Linked DNA regions of Oryzias latipes: region 1 is linked to region 2. A link is a contact called in public Hi-C data. All regions are on one chromosome and are shown on one strand. The core of a region is the stretch at or near the end of the contact, and the rest is flanking DNA. Distances in the headings are between cores, read along the strand shown. Region 1 overlaps LOC101161430 (protein-tyrosine sulfotransferase 1). Region 2 holds the start of LOC101161180.

Region 1 (3,156 bases), core at 504-3,003, 73 kb before region 2:
TAGAGAAGGGTGAAAGCCCCAAACATCTCAACACCTTAAAATGACCATCTGCTGCAGTTTCTCTACTTCAACATGACCACATTCACAGCTATGGAGGGTTTAAACAATGATATAGATGTTTAGGGATTCAAATGACATATGAAGTTGATTCCATTTTGGATTCAACAATTATTTTCAAATCCAAACCATACTATGGTCAAGTGGTTCTTTATTCCACATTTTAGACAGCATTTACTGTTTATTAAATAACACATGAGTTTGTAAATGTATTTTCAAGAAATTATTCAGTGAAGTTAGAGAATCATTTACATTTGATTGATGTAAAACCCCTTTTTTTCTTTCAAATCCGTTCAGCTGCAGGATTCATTTAATCGTTTACCTTCTCCCTTCATCCTTTGGGCGACGCCTTACGCAGAGAGAAAACAACCAAAGGCTCTGATTGGTTCAAAAGCTTAACGGAGACAGAATGGTTTAGCAAATCAAAACCGAGTTTGAACACGGAGCAAGGACAAGGCAACGCCTTAATGTTTTTCTAGTAGTTTTCTAATCACATATAAGAATGACTTGATTTAGTTCCTCTTTTCATAAATGCATTTAAGGTTTTTTTTAGATACACACTCTGCATATAAAATTGCATAAGGAGCTGTTTCTCATGCAGCCAGTCAGTAGATTTTCCTCCCTGGACACAGTCTGATCCAAAAGATGTTTTCATTCTAGTGGGCTGCTGTTCTGCACATCCTCTCCAAACCCAACATCAGCATGACCCACAGTTCTGGTTCATCACATTGTCACTCTTCAGGATTCAGGCTCACTTTAGTGTGTGGGGGTTCAAGCTGTACCTCGGTATGGCGGCGGTGGCGCCCCGTCTGGTCCTAACTGGGGCTGGACTTCTCTGCAGACTTCTGGATCTGTGTGGACCAAGAGACGTGTTAGCATTCAGAGACAAACCGCTGAGTCACAACATTCAGCGGCAGGAACAGTGATGATGAAGAGATGCAGATTCATCAGGCTACCAGCAGGGGGCAGAAGAGCACTGGAGCCAGCATGAGACCCCTACCCAGAATCAACAGAAAAATATGAGCCCAAAACTGAAAACATCAACAGGCTGCACGAGATGGCCAGAAAACTCAAGAGAAAAATAGGAGATGAAGAACTAAAGAGCAGATGGAAATCTGGAACTTCAACCGAGCGTGAACTGAAAACACACACCAGAAAAAGGCTCAATCTGGAAGAGGAGGCGGAAGAGAAGGCTTGGTAACAGGCAGAAGTGTTACTGTACCTGTGACTGCTCTTTTAGGAAATCTGGGAGCTGAAATTCACCTTTAAAGACCTGGAAAACAGAGGGCCAGGTTTAGAGCCTGAAGAGTCAGCAGCTGGGCATCCATGGCAGAGACACAAACGTCACTGCCTTAAAGCCTGAGACGCAGATCCGGACACACCAAGTCCTGAGGTGTTTTCAGGAGGACAGAAGAGCTCTAAGCTGCTTCGGTGTGAAACAAAGTCCTGGGTTAACTGAGCTCATGAAACAAAGCCTGGAAGCTTTTTAACATTGTTTTTAGGCTCCACGAACATCCCAGCAGTCTCAGGCAGCTTTCATACCACAAGTCCTGAGGACTCGGTTCAAACGGCCAAGAATGCTGCTAAAGCACACACACCATCTGGTCTGGTTTGATTTCCCACAGGAGAGGATCCCAGAGTGAAGCAGACCAAACAAAGGCTGCAGTAGCAACAACTGCTCCCTTGGTGGCAGTATTTCCCCATAAACAAACATGAAGAAGAAAACAGCGTCCCCTCTACCATGAAATACTGATCATCACCTACACCTCCTCAATAATGTCTGCTTTGGTCCAAACGGCATCAACACTAAAGTAAACTGTACCAGAGTTGGTAAACACGTGAACAGAAACGGTTCCTGGATCAGACCACAGTCCGCCTGTCTGACCCAGTTCCTCAGAAGAAATGAACTCCTGCGCCGTTCAAACCCCTCGCCTTAAAAACGATCAAAACAGGAAGTAACACCTCGTTGAATGAAGAACAGGATGTGTGACATTTAAAGAAAGATCAGAATCAGAGGGAAGAAAAACACCAGAAGGTTCGTCTTCCTTTTCCCTGCAGGTATCGTTCTGTACTCAGCCGTGAGCCTAAACAACTTTGACCCTGAGCTCTTTATTCCCATAAAGCCCAGACCATCTGCACATCCACTCAGTCAGTCCACATGTCAGCCCTTTCACTCACAGACCGCTCAAAAGCACTCAGTAAAGGTTTCTTCTGTAGAATCAATCCCCCTTATCAAGATGTTCAGGAAGGCTGCACGCTACGCAGAAAACATCTGAATGAAAGGCGACACTCTCCATCTGCTGCAGAGACCGAGTTTAAAAAGAGGCGCCAAACCTGTGCTGGCAGACGGGTGAAGCATGCAACAGACATGAGGAATGAGGAGAGGCAGAGCGCCGCCTGCAGGTGCAGCAGACAGGGGGCGCCGTCTCCTCACATAGATCAGACTGTCCGTCAGAGAAGTAGCGGAACCCTGAGGGTGAATAGATTCTGACCTCAAGATTACCCAGAGATCTGCTGATGCCAACCTAAAAAAACACAACACTGGCACTAGACACAAAGAGGAGAGGAGCTCCTCAGACAGAAGGAAGGAAGGAAGGAAGTGAAGCGCTGCTGAACCTCCTTCCTGTCATCTTCCAACAAGAGACTCCTTCTGCCAAATCTTCAGGCTCTTTCAAATTACAGCAGCAGCAGGACTAACATCGGCTGCTGTCTCTAATTACACTCATGTCCTCCCCAGTGTTTGGCTTCCACATCAAAGCTTTAGTGCTAGTGTTGCTCTAAATGGTAACACATTTAGAATTCTATCTTCCATCAAGTCCAATTTGAAATTCAGACAACTTTAAAATTACATTCAAACTGGCACAAAGTTTCATATTTAAACTGGATCCTCATAGTTTTATTTATCTACAATCCACACTTTGGCCATTGCAATAAAATATTCATTCGTACATTTTTTCAAATGCAAATATGATTTTCTGTAAAGTCAACAGTATTGACAAGAATTTCTGACAAAAACCTCCAGAGTCACCAGTTTCTAAAATGACTGAATCAGCAGAGCCAGGAAGAAACAGAATGACCCAGAAAGTCTGACAGGACTGA
Region 2 (3,278 bases), core at 334-2,833:
AGCACATCCCACAACTCAAAATGTCTCAGGAAAGCGTTTTACATGCGTTTTGGGACTAGACTGGTGAGCACCTATAGACCAGTCCTGGTCATCTCAGAGAAGAAGCTGTGATTTTGAATGTCATCTGCTTCAAAAGCTGCAGCTCCCCTGGAGGAAAAGCCAATGTCACAGACTTCCACTTCAAACCACAGACGGCCATTTAGGTTACAGGTGAAAAACAAGAGCTCTAGTGTCAGCATGCACTGTTGTGGCTGACAGCAGATTGCATCTGTAGATCTACATTTCTGACACTGGTTCTTCAGATTGAGATGCAACAACTCTGTTCAATCTTTTTTGGCTCAGATTTATTTCAACAACTTTAAAGTAGATTTAAAAAAAAAAACAAAAGAAAAACACTACTCCACTATTTAAGCTGCCTGGAAATGAGAAGTTAGGAGACTCAAATGTTTAGTCATTAACATAGTTCATTCAAACGTTAAAAAGGAATTAGGTATTTTACAAAGATTGAAGGTGGATCATAAACTACAGGCTGCAACACCCACCTGACACTTTACCAATGGAATGACAGAACATAAAACTTTATTCAGTTTAGTTCTTGTAGTGGCACTCTATTCCAATGGCTGTACTCTGGCTCCTTGTGATGGGACTCCTCGCCATTGACTTGGGGTTATAGATCAGCTTGAAGGTATAAACAAAACCATTATCCTCTAGCTGAAAGAGAAAGAGAAAGAAGTTTAATCACATTGTGAAGTGTGTGTGTCACCAAGCTTCTGCTTTTTAAGGACAGGACTGCCTCATCCTGGTCCTCAGGAGGCATAACCTGCCCGTTTTCCAGCTCACCCTGGACTGCTTGATGCAGAATCAGGAGTTATGCGTGTTAGCTGATCAGCAGCAACATTTGAAGAGAAAGCTGGAAAAAAAGAAAAATGAGGCAAGGCTTTGGCTCCTGATGACCAGGGTTGGCCAGCCGTGCTTTAGGACGTCACTGTCATTCTAGACAGAAGCAGACATTCAGGAACCAGAAGAAAACGTCTCAACATCTGCAGTTTGAGTCACAGAAAAGAAGCCTTACCATTAGTGTGCTGCCACACTCATGCAGCTCCGATTCAATGATCAGCACCTGGGACCGGTCATCCACCTCAGTGACTGGACAGCCACCGAGTGTGATTTCATCTGGACTGATCAGTGTGCCAATGCCCAGCAGGTCTTGACTCACTTCAACCAGGACCTTACTCTCCCCACATTTTACCGCCACCCTGTTGGAGACCACTGGCTGTTGCAGTTTGAACTGGACAGGTGGCCTGTTCACTGGCTCTGCCGGGGGTTCTGGAAACTTCCACTTGAGCTGCTCGCCTGCAGGCCGGATCCATTTCGAGTCAAGCCCATCATCCTGCAGAGATGGGGAGTGGCCTTTCCCAGCCAGAACCCTGGTCCGGGTCGCAGCGACATGAGGATTCTGCATCTTGGCTGCCCACGGAGGGGGCCTCATACCACGGCGCTGTGCATCACCAACACCACTGAAGGCTAGCACAAACACAAACCCAAGCAGCTGCAGGAAGGCCATTGTTGTATGCAGATCCACCTCTGCTGAGCCTTTTTAAGTTCTGAGGCAGGGTGGCTCCTCCCTGAGCTTCATCAGCTGAATCCTCCCCACATGTGTGCATGTGCAGCTGCTCTTCTTGCACTGACTGCTCTGTACAGACATCACACCTGTCAGTGGAGCAAACCAAAAAAGAAAGAAGGCGCAACAAACTCTTCAAGTTATGAAAATGATCCTGGATAAGCTCCAGTGTGAGGTTCAGTCTGAAAATCTTCATTAGTCACTGGACGTGACTGAGCTCATCTTTGAGTAAACTCTCATGTCTTCAGAGATCTCATGTTTCCTGGTTAAAGCATGATTCAGACGAACGCTAAAAACCTCAGTGAAACATGAACTGGACTGTTCTGTTTGTCAGCTGATCATTTTCAGGATTCAATCGTTTCACCATCTTTGCCTGTTTCGTTTTCAGTAGAAATGTAAGAACACGGAAATGTTCTCAGTTATTTCACTGGAGCCCCCTTTGCTGAATGATTTTTATGGGCAAAACTTTTTGTCTGATTTCAAATGTACACTTACAGCAAAGCAGATCGTTTAAAATAAAATTCAACTTTGATGTTTGTATTGATGAAATAATGAGGATGCTTTTTGGCTCCAGATTCATTCTTTTGAATGAATACACTTCTGAGTCATCAATGAATAGGCAGAGGTACAGTCAGTTCAAAGGTCAAAAAGTTCAAGAAAACCCAGAAAAGTTTAGCTTGTGTGGACATCCAATGTTAACATCAGATTTCATAACGAGCTCAAATGTTGAGTTGAGCTTTGATTGCATGTTTGACCGTCCCAGACAGTGCAGCTGTGGTGTTAGCAGTGGACCTTGGGCAGAAAACGTGCAGAAATCATCAGTCAGCTATGAAACAGTTGTTTAGCCTCTGAAAGTTCTCTCAACAGTAGCTCTGCTCAGACTGAGAGACTGCTCGCTCCTCATCAGCCATTGCATTGGATCCCTAAAGTTAACTCCACATCACAAAGCAGAGGGCTACCATGGCAACATTTCCATGGAAAGGAAAATGGCTGAGTGCTCTATGGACTGCTGCTGTGCTTTGGTTGGTCTGCATGTCAGTGATGCACAGGTGTTCTTGGTTCCAGAACGGTTGATTGTGATTGTTTGCTGCATTGCATTGGTGGCCCCAATATGGAGAATGTGTGCAGGCAAATCCCAGATGCACCTGAAGCCATCAGAAAAGTCTGAGTGTCCTAAGTGTTCGGTCTGGTTCCACGCCTGATGACCACCTGAGGACAAACCCTCTGTTCCGATGTTGTTCAGCCACTGAGGGCTTTCAGGAGAGGGAGAGGCGAGCTGCGTGATGGCTGTCCGTCCACAAACACTCGCATGTTTAACCGCATTTTGTGATTTTTCAACACCATGGGCTGAGAGCAATCTTTTGCTTTTGGAATTCAAGCTGAAATTTCCTTCATTTCTTCTCCTTTTGTGTTTTGCAGATGGGTAAAAATAGTGGGTCTGTTTTCTGAAGGAAATGTTTGGCTCCATTATACCTGAGAAGAACAACTGGAAGAGAAAAAACTGATGGGCAGGCCAGTGACGGCCAAGGAAGGAGGAGGAAGTCACTTATTTAAATTGAGTTGAGATGAAAAATGGTCCCTGGCAGAACAACTGATGTCCTGAGAGCAGCAATGGGCTTTACAGGCTCTCTCAAACATGCAAACTGAAGGTTTCTGA

Evidence for each region. A called contact is a pair of places that touch in the nucleus more often than the background predicts.
Region 1: a Hi-C map of embryo shows a contact between it and region 2, with 3 times the contacts expected there. The contact joins the enhancer-like site here to the promoter of LOC101161180 in region 2. A contact is called at or near these places in 4 of 5 Hi-C or Micro-C datasets (embryo, fibroblasts and gastrula embryo).

The regions. Positions count from the first base shown.
Region 1 is chr13:30,407,073-30,410,228 of ASM223467v1, reverse strand. LOC101161430 (protein-tyrosine sulfotransferase 1) reads right to left here. Exons shown (of 7, transcript XR_909917.3): 5 at 1,280-1,330; 6 at 813-908. Among protein-coding and RNA genes, the nearest start is that of LOC101174687, 15 kb to the left of the region's middle. Within about 2 kb of position 1,753, at least 2 of the 8 cell types and tissues checked have an H3K27ac peak or open chromatin away from gene starts, as enhancers often do. A contact at or near this core is called in embryo, where this site is marked.
Region 2 is chr13:30,334,180-30,337,457 of ASM223467v1, reverse strand. LOC101161180 reads right to left here and starts at 1,583. Exons shown (of 2, transcript XM_004075942.4): 1 at 1,073-1,583; 2 at 1-711. The coding sequence starts at 1,564. The coding sequence ends at 589.